Linked DNA regions of Mus musculus: region 1 is linked to region 2. The links are chromatin contacts, called in public Hi-C maps. All regions are on one chromosome and are shown on one strand. Each heading gives the region's core, a stretch centred on a gene start, on an enhancer-like site or on the middle of the called end of the contact. The rest is flanking DNA. Distances are from core to core; before and after follow the strand shown. Region 1 overlaps Gabbr2 (gamma-aminobutyric acid (GABA) B receptor, 2). Region 2 overlaps Gabbr2 (gamma-aminobutyric acid (GABA) B receptor, 2).

Region 1 (2,777 bases), core at 203-2,702, 180 kb before region 2:
CTCATGCTTCAGATGGAACGCTGAGCTCTGGGGAGACTCGTCCTGCCTTCCAGGGAAAGGTGGTGCGTGCCTTTAACTCTTCAGTCTTCCGTTCCATACAGTAGATTGCCTGACTGTTTCTTCCACCCTTTGCTGAGGGCGTCCCCGTTCGCTCAGCCCACTCTGCCCTCTGTCTCAGCATCAGGTATCCAGGCCTGGCTCCCATCTCTCTCCCATCAAACCCAAGCCTGAGGCAAGCTCTCTGCCTTCACTGCTTTCTTACTTGGGGGTAGTCTTGCACCTCTTCAGTCTAAGGTGATCTGGGATGGGCTTCACCTCCACCAAGTCATCAGCTCCTCCTGTCTCCATGATGTTTCCAACAAATAGTGCCTGGCCTCACTTTACTCCTCTCTCCTGGGTCCGTCGCTGGAGGCTATCAGCAGCTCTGGAAGCCTTGTTATGTCCTGGCTGTGTGCTATTTATTGTTGTCCCTTATTTTCCGGAGAAGATCATTGGGAGTTTGGGACTTAAATAGTCCCCACCGCCTCCCACCCAGAGCTATACATCTTTCTTAGCAATTTTCTTACCTAGAATGTGGTTTTCTGTGATGCTCTGAAGTCAGCTCATACTGGCTTCCTAGAGCCGTGCTAAATTCTTGGGAGTGTCTCAAGCCAGTTTGCTTTGCATGGGTAGCTCAAAGCTGCCGGTGACTGGGGTACTGACAGCCTGGGTAGGAGAGCAGAGCAAGCTGGGCCCTTCCTGCGCCCACAGACACACTGCTGTTTATAGCCACGTGCTGGCACAGATATAAATAGGAAGGCACTCTCGAGGCTCCCTTTGTACCCATTGCATTGACTTGCTCAAAGAAGGCCCAAGGAGTGTAGAAGGGATGAGTGCACCTGCTGAGTGTTCCAGGCACTGACTGTATGTAACAAGCCATTCCAAACTTAATGACAGAAACCAACAACCATTTTGTTATACCTAGAGCTCCTTGGATTGGAATTCCAGGCAGAACATAGGCAGGCTAGGCTGGGGCACTCAAAGCCAATGGACCTTATCATGGCCTCTCTTGTCAAGGAGAAAAGCTACTAAGGGTTTGTGTCACATATGAAAACCACCACATCAAATATGCCAAGAAGCTGCATTTATTGAGCACTTCCTGTGTACCAGACATTTGACATATTTTAACTCAACTTCCCAGATACTGGGAAGGTACTGTGGCCACATTTGCTTTGCAGATAAGGAGCCTGAGAGAGGCTAAGAAAGGTCCCTAAAGCCCCAAAGCTTCATTTATTGTGATTCCTCTCCCAGGGTTGTGAAGAGGGCACTGTGGCTTTTGTTGGGTTGGGGGCAGAAATGACTCAGGCAGGCTCACTTGCAGCCCTGGTGCACCCTAGTGATCGCCATCTGGGCTCAGCCAGGAGCCTTCTCTTCTCTGTTCCTAAAAATCAGTCAAGGCAGCCGGGACTGCTCATGCTGAGTCACTGTTCTGGTCCAGGCTAATTCTGCTTCATAACCTTGTATCTGAAGCCAGTGGTGCAGAGGACTTTAAATTAGCGATACAATTTCAACCCAATTGCTAAACTGCCTAAATTATCAAGTTTGCTCATTGCAACTTGAATGCATGCATAATTAATTTTTCTAAAGTCTGGACTAAAAGCTGCTGAAATCAGATCTTTTTTTTTTTTTCTTGAATTAGATTCAAATGTCATAGGAAGTCTTTGGTGTGATGATGTAACCCTGCACTGCACAGCAGCTTCAAGAACTGTAATTGAGATCCATCTTAGGAAGGGAGTTAGATGAGTTAGAGAATGCAACTATTTTTAAATCGAAATATGTTTTTGGTAACCGAAAGATGGCCGGGTTCCGTTGATGGCAACTATGAATTGTAGCGTTGTCCTGACTCTGGGTAGTGTTATCAGTATTAATAGACTTGTTAGCTAACTTCTTTCAGAAGCTGAGTTTTTTAAAGACAGGGGTTGCTGTCTGTTCCCCAATTGCTTGTATCCTCACTATGGGGAATAAATGACAGGAAGCACACAGTGGGTGCTCAGGCAGTATTAAGGTGAGTGTCTGCATTAGAGACCATGATCCTAAGAGCAACCTTACAGGATAGCATGTTCAACCTCATCTGAGAGAGCAGGACAGTTGGACTGAGGAAGCCAACTGTCCTTCCAAGGGGTCCACAGTCAGGGCTGAACCTGGATTGACTAAAATCATTTTTAAAGCATGGGTGTTGGGATGATTACATAAATCATCATGTAGTGTGTGTGTGTGAGTGTTTGTACCAGTCAGTGTGGATTCTGGAGACTGAACTCGGGTCTCCTGGAAGATTGCTAGCTGTTCTTAACAGTTATCTCTCTACCTTACAAATGTAATATGTGTGTGTGTGTGTGTGTGTGTATGTGTGTGTGTGTGTGTGTGCATGTACATGTGTGTGTGTGCACACACATGCATGTGTACATGCATGCATGCTTGTGGAGTTGTGATTTCCTCAGGTGTTGGCTCTCACTTTCCACCTTGCCTGAGACAGTCTCTTTGTTCTTTTCCACTGCATATGTCCAGCTGACTGTCCCTCTGTCCCTTATGCCTACAGAGCCCCTCCTGCCTCAGCCACCCCCCCATGTCTCAGTGGGAGAACCGTGATTACATACACAAGCTACTGCATCTAGGCATCCAAACTCATGCTCTATGTGAGGCAAGAACTTAACCAATCAAGTGATGTTCTCGGCCCGAATCCAGATTCCCAGACCCTGCTTTGCCATTTTCCTTAGGTATCTTAATAGATCCAACACTAC
Region 2 (2,700 bases), core at 119-2,618:
CCACCCCTACCACGTTCCATGTATCATGAAAACAGTTCAGAGAAGGATGGTGACTTGTCGTAGTCCTCAGAGCATAAAGGGGGAGGGGGTATGGGCAGAGCTGGACACTCCCTGGGAGAGTTGCCTCAGTTTGGCTCAGTGTGGTCGTTATAATTGTGGTTAGCCCGCCCCACTGGAGGGACCATTTGTAAGAGGACTGCTTCTTGGCTTCTTGACGAGAGAAGGAGGCCTTTGCTTTGAATAGATCCAAGAGTCATTCCAGAGAAAGCCAGAATTGAGGCAAGCTCTTCAGATCCATTTGAGCGGACCCCACCAGGCACCGGATCAATCTAGAGAGGTGCATCTCCGGCTGCCCCCTCCTAGTGGGAGCGTGTCGTTTATTCATTCATCCTACCTTGGCGGGTAATTGAAACACACGTCAGCTCCCTGGCAGGCACAAAAGGTGTTATCATAGGCAAATGTAATTATTTTCCCATTTGTTGAGTCTTCTTTATTGGCTGAGCAAAGTAAGCATCCTAGCAAATATGCTTGTTCTTCGAACGATACCAACTAAATCCTTTTGTCATGTTCTAAGTTCTCAAATTATATCACCTGGAGCAGAGTGCTTTGTAAAATATGGATTACTTGATCGCAGGGTGCCTGCTGTCTTTATTACCCGGCTCTTTTTCATATGTTAAGTTTAGACATCAACTCTAGCAACTGCGGGTTTAGCATCGCCAAACTCACAGGTCAGCCCGAGCCAACATAAGCCAACATAAGTCAGGTTTGTGATCCTGCCCACATCAAGTCAGGCAGCAGGTGCGGGACCAGTAGGTTAATGCTTCCATTGCTGGGATCAACCCAGAGCCATGATAATGCATAGGTGCAAATAGCCAGCATCCTTCACTCTGGAAGAAATACCTCCAAAGAATGCTGATTTGTATCCCCGGAGGCCATACCCTCCTCGGCTGCCCACATAGACACCTACTGTCCATTCATGTCCCTGTACTGGCCCTGGTCCCTCCCTACCCCAAAGGCCATGCCCCCATCACTAGATCCTAGGACCTCCTGCACATAGCTTATGTGTATCTGCCCTTCTCTGGTGGGCCGTAAGCTCCGCACCCTGGATGGCAGGTGGAGGCAGGGGCAGCCTTGCCGCCCATCCTGGTCATGCCCAGTTCCAAGTCTACCTGTTCCCTGCTCCTCCCCCATCCACTCTGCCGTCTCCTGAGCCCTGTGTGGATGGAGATGAATATTGGAGGAGTAACTTCTTCTTCCCCTTTAAGGGAAAAAAAGATTCCCTGTGACTGCCTCTTCTAAACAGCACTGGGAATCTGTAGCGGGGAGGAAGCCGAGCAGAGCGTGCATGATTAGGCCTTGTTTGGCGCTCTCATAGAAAGCCCAGCATCTGCTCCAGGCAGCCTGCCTTCATTAGGCCTGTTTGTGAGGCTGACTGATAGTGGCTTCCTTGAGATATAAAGGACAGCCTCGGGGCTGGTGTCTGCACACCTGATCTGAAGGGACCGGGGTCTTGCAGGCTTTTAATGCCATAATTGTCATTCAGATTGTACCTCCCGAGGTGGAGGCTCCGCCTCTCCATGCATAGCCTCATCACCCCCACGGAACAGATGCTGAACCGGTTTCTCCCTTCATCTGCCTGCTGCTTTGCTGAGCCCTCCAGGGAAGCACAAGTTGAGTAAGATACAGTGCCTGGCCCTGGGGACTTCACAATCTCTCTGGCCAAATGTCAGAGCCATAACAGCGGGAAGACACTTCCCAGAACCTACTAGGGAACTTTTAGGACAGTTTGGCCCTGATTAGAGAGACTCCTGAGGCTGATTTTTAAATGTCCTTTCCTGTTTCCTGACACACTGCAGCGCCCTCCATGAGCCAGGGTCTGAAAGGCTGGCTCAGTGGACTCAAACACTGGCTTTTTAAGACTAGAGATGGAGTCCCCAGAACTTTAGCGCACTGTAGCAGGGCTATGGGTCAGCAGGCACAGAATGACACTGATGAAGGTGGGCTTGTTGGGACCAGGGTGTTGTTCCCAGCCTGAAGACCTGCTAGCCCTCGCCATCCACCATCCAGGGGGAATGCCCTCAAGTAAGGAGGCCCAGAAGACAGAATTACTTAGTAGACATTGTACTCCATAGAGTAGCAGACTCTGTGTTACAGAAGCCCTGACTCTCCAGGCCTCTGCTTGAATGCCTCCAGCGATGAGGAGCTCACCCCCCCTCATGTGAAAAGTATCAGTACTTGCCAGGCAGAGTAGCTTAATCACTCTGAAATTTCATTTTAGAGCTCTCTCTCTCTCTCTCTCTCTCATATATATATATATATATATATATATATATATATATATATATATACATATATATAGTGTTATGAAGGATAACCTTGCCCCTTGCTTTGAAAGTGACTGAGTATTCAGGGCATGATAGTGTCGAGTGTCTTGCTCAGTGACTGGCATAGAGAAGGGCCATGTCAGCTGGTGGTACCTTCTCCCCTAGCCATTCTCTACAATGACCGGAAGTGTGGCTGGCCTTGCCTCACACTCCTCATTTGACAGGATATTGATGCCACTGTCTCAAGGAAAGACCTTTTGGCTTGCTCATCCCCTATTCCCCTCACTTATCCCCTCACCCAATGAATGAGCCACATGCTCATTGCTCAGCAGGAATATTGGGTTTATGATTGAGCCACATGCTCATTGCTTAGCGG

Evidence for each region. Hi-C and Micro-C count contacts between places; a contact is called where the count stands out from the background.
Region 1: a Hi-C map of cerebral cortex shows a contact between it and region 2, with 2.6 times the contacts expected there. The contact joins two enhancer-like sites. A contact is called at or near these places in 4 of 484 Hi-C or Micro-C datasets (bone marrow-derived macrophages, cerebral cortex, embryonic fibroblasts and 1 more) and 1 of 115 datasets of contacts at active chromatin or transcription factors (T-cell acute lymphoblastic leukemia).

The regions. Positions count from the first base shown.
Region 1 is chr4:46,926,961-46,929,737 of GRCm38.p6, reverse strand. The region is part of intron 1 of Gabbr2 (gamma-aminobutyric acid (GABA) B receptor, 2); the gene reads left to right. Among named protein-coding and RNA genes, the nearest start is that of Gm32135, 46 kb to the right of the region's middle. Within about 2 kb of position 1,452, at least 10 of the 459 cell types and tissues checked have an H3K27ac peak or open chromatin away from gene starts, as enhancers often do. A contact at or near this core is called in cerebral cortex, where this site is marked.
Region 2 is chr4:46,746,004-46,748,703 of GRCm38.p6, reverse strand. All of the region lies in intron 8 of Gabbr2 (gamma-aminobutyric acid (GABA) B receptor, 2), which reads left to right. Among named protein-coding and RNA genes, the nearest start is that of Tbc1d2, 97 kb to the right of the region's middle. Within about 2 kb of position 1,368, at least 33 of the 459 cell types and tissues checked have an H3K27ac peak or open chromatin away from gene starts, as enhancers often do. A contact at or near this core is called in cerebral cortex, where this site is marked.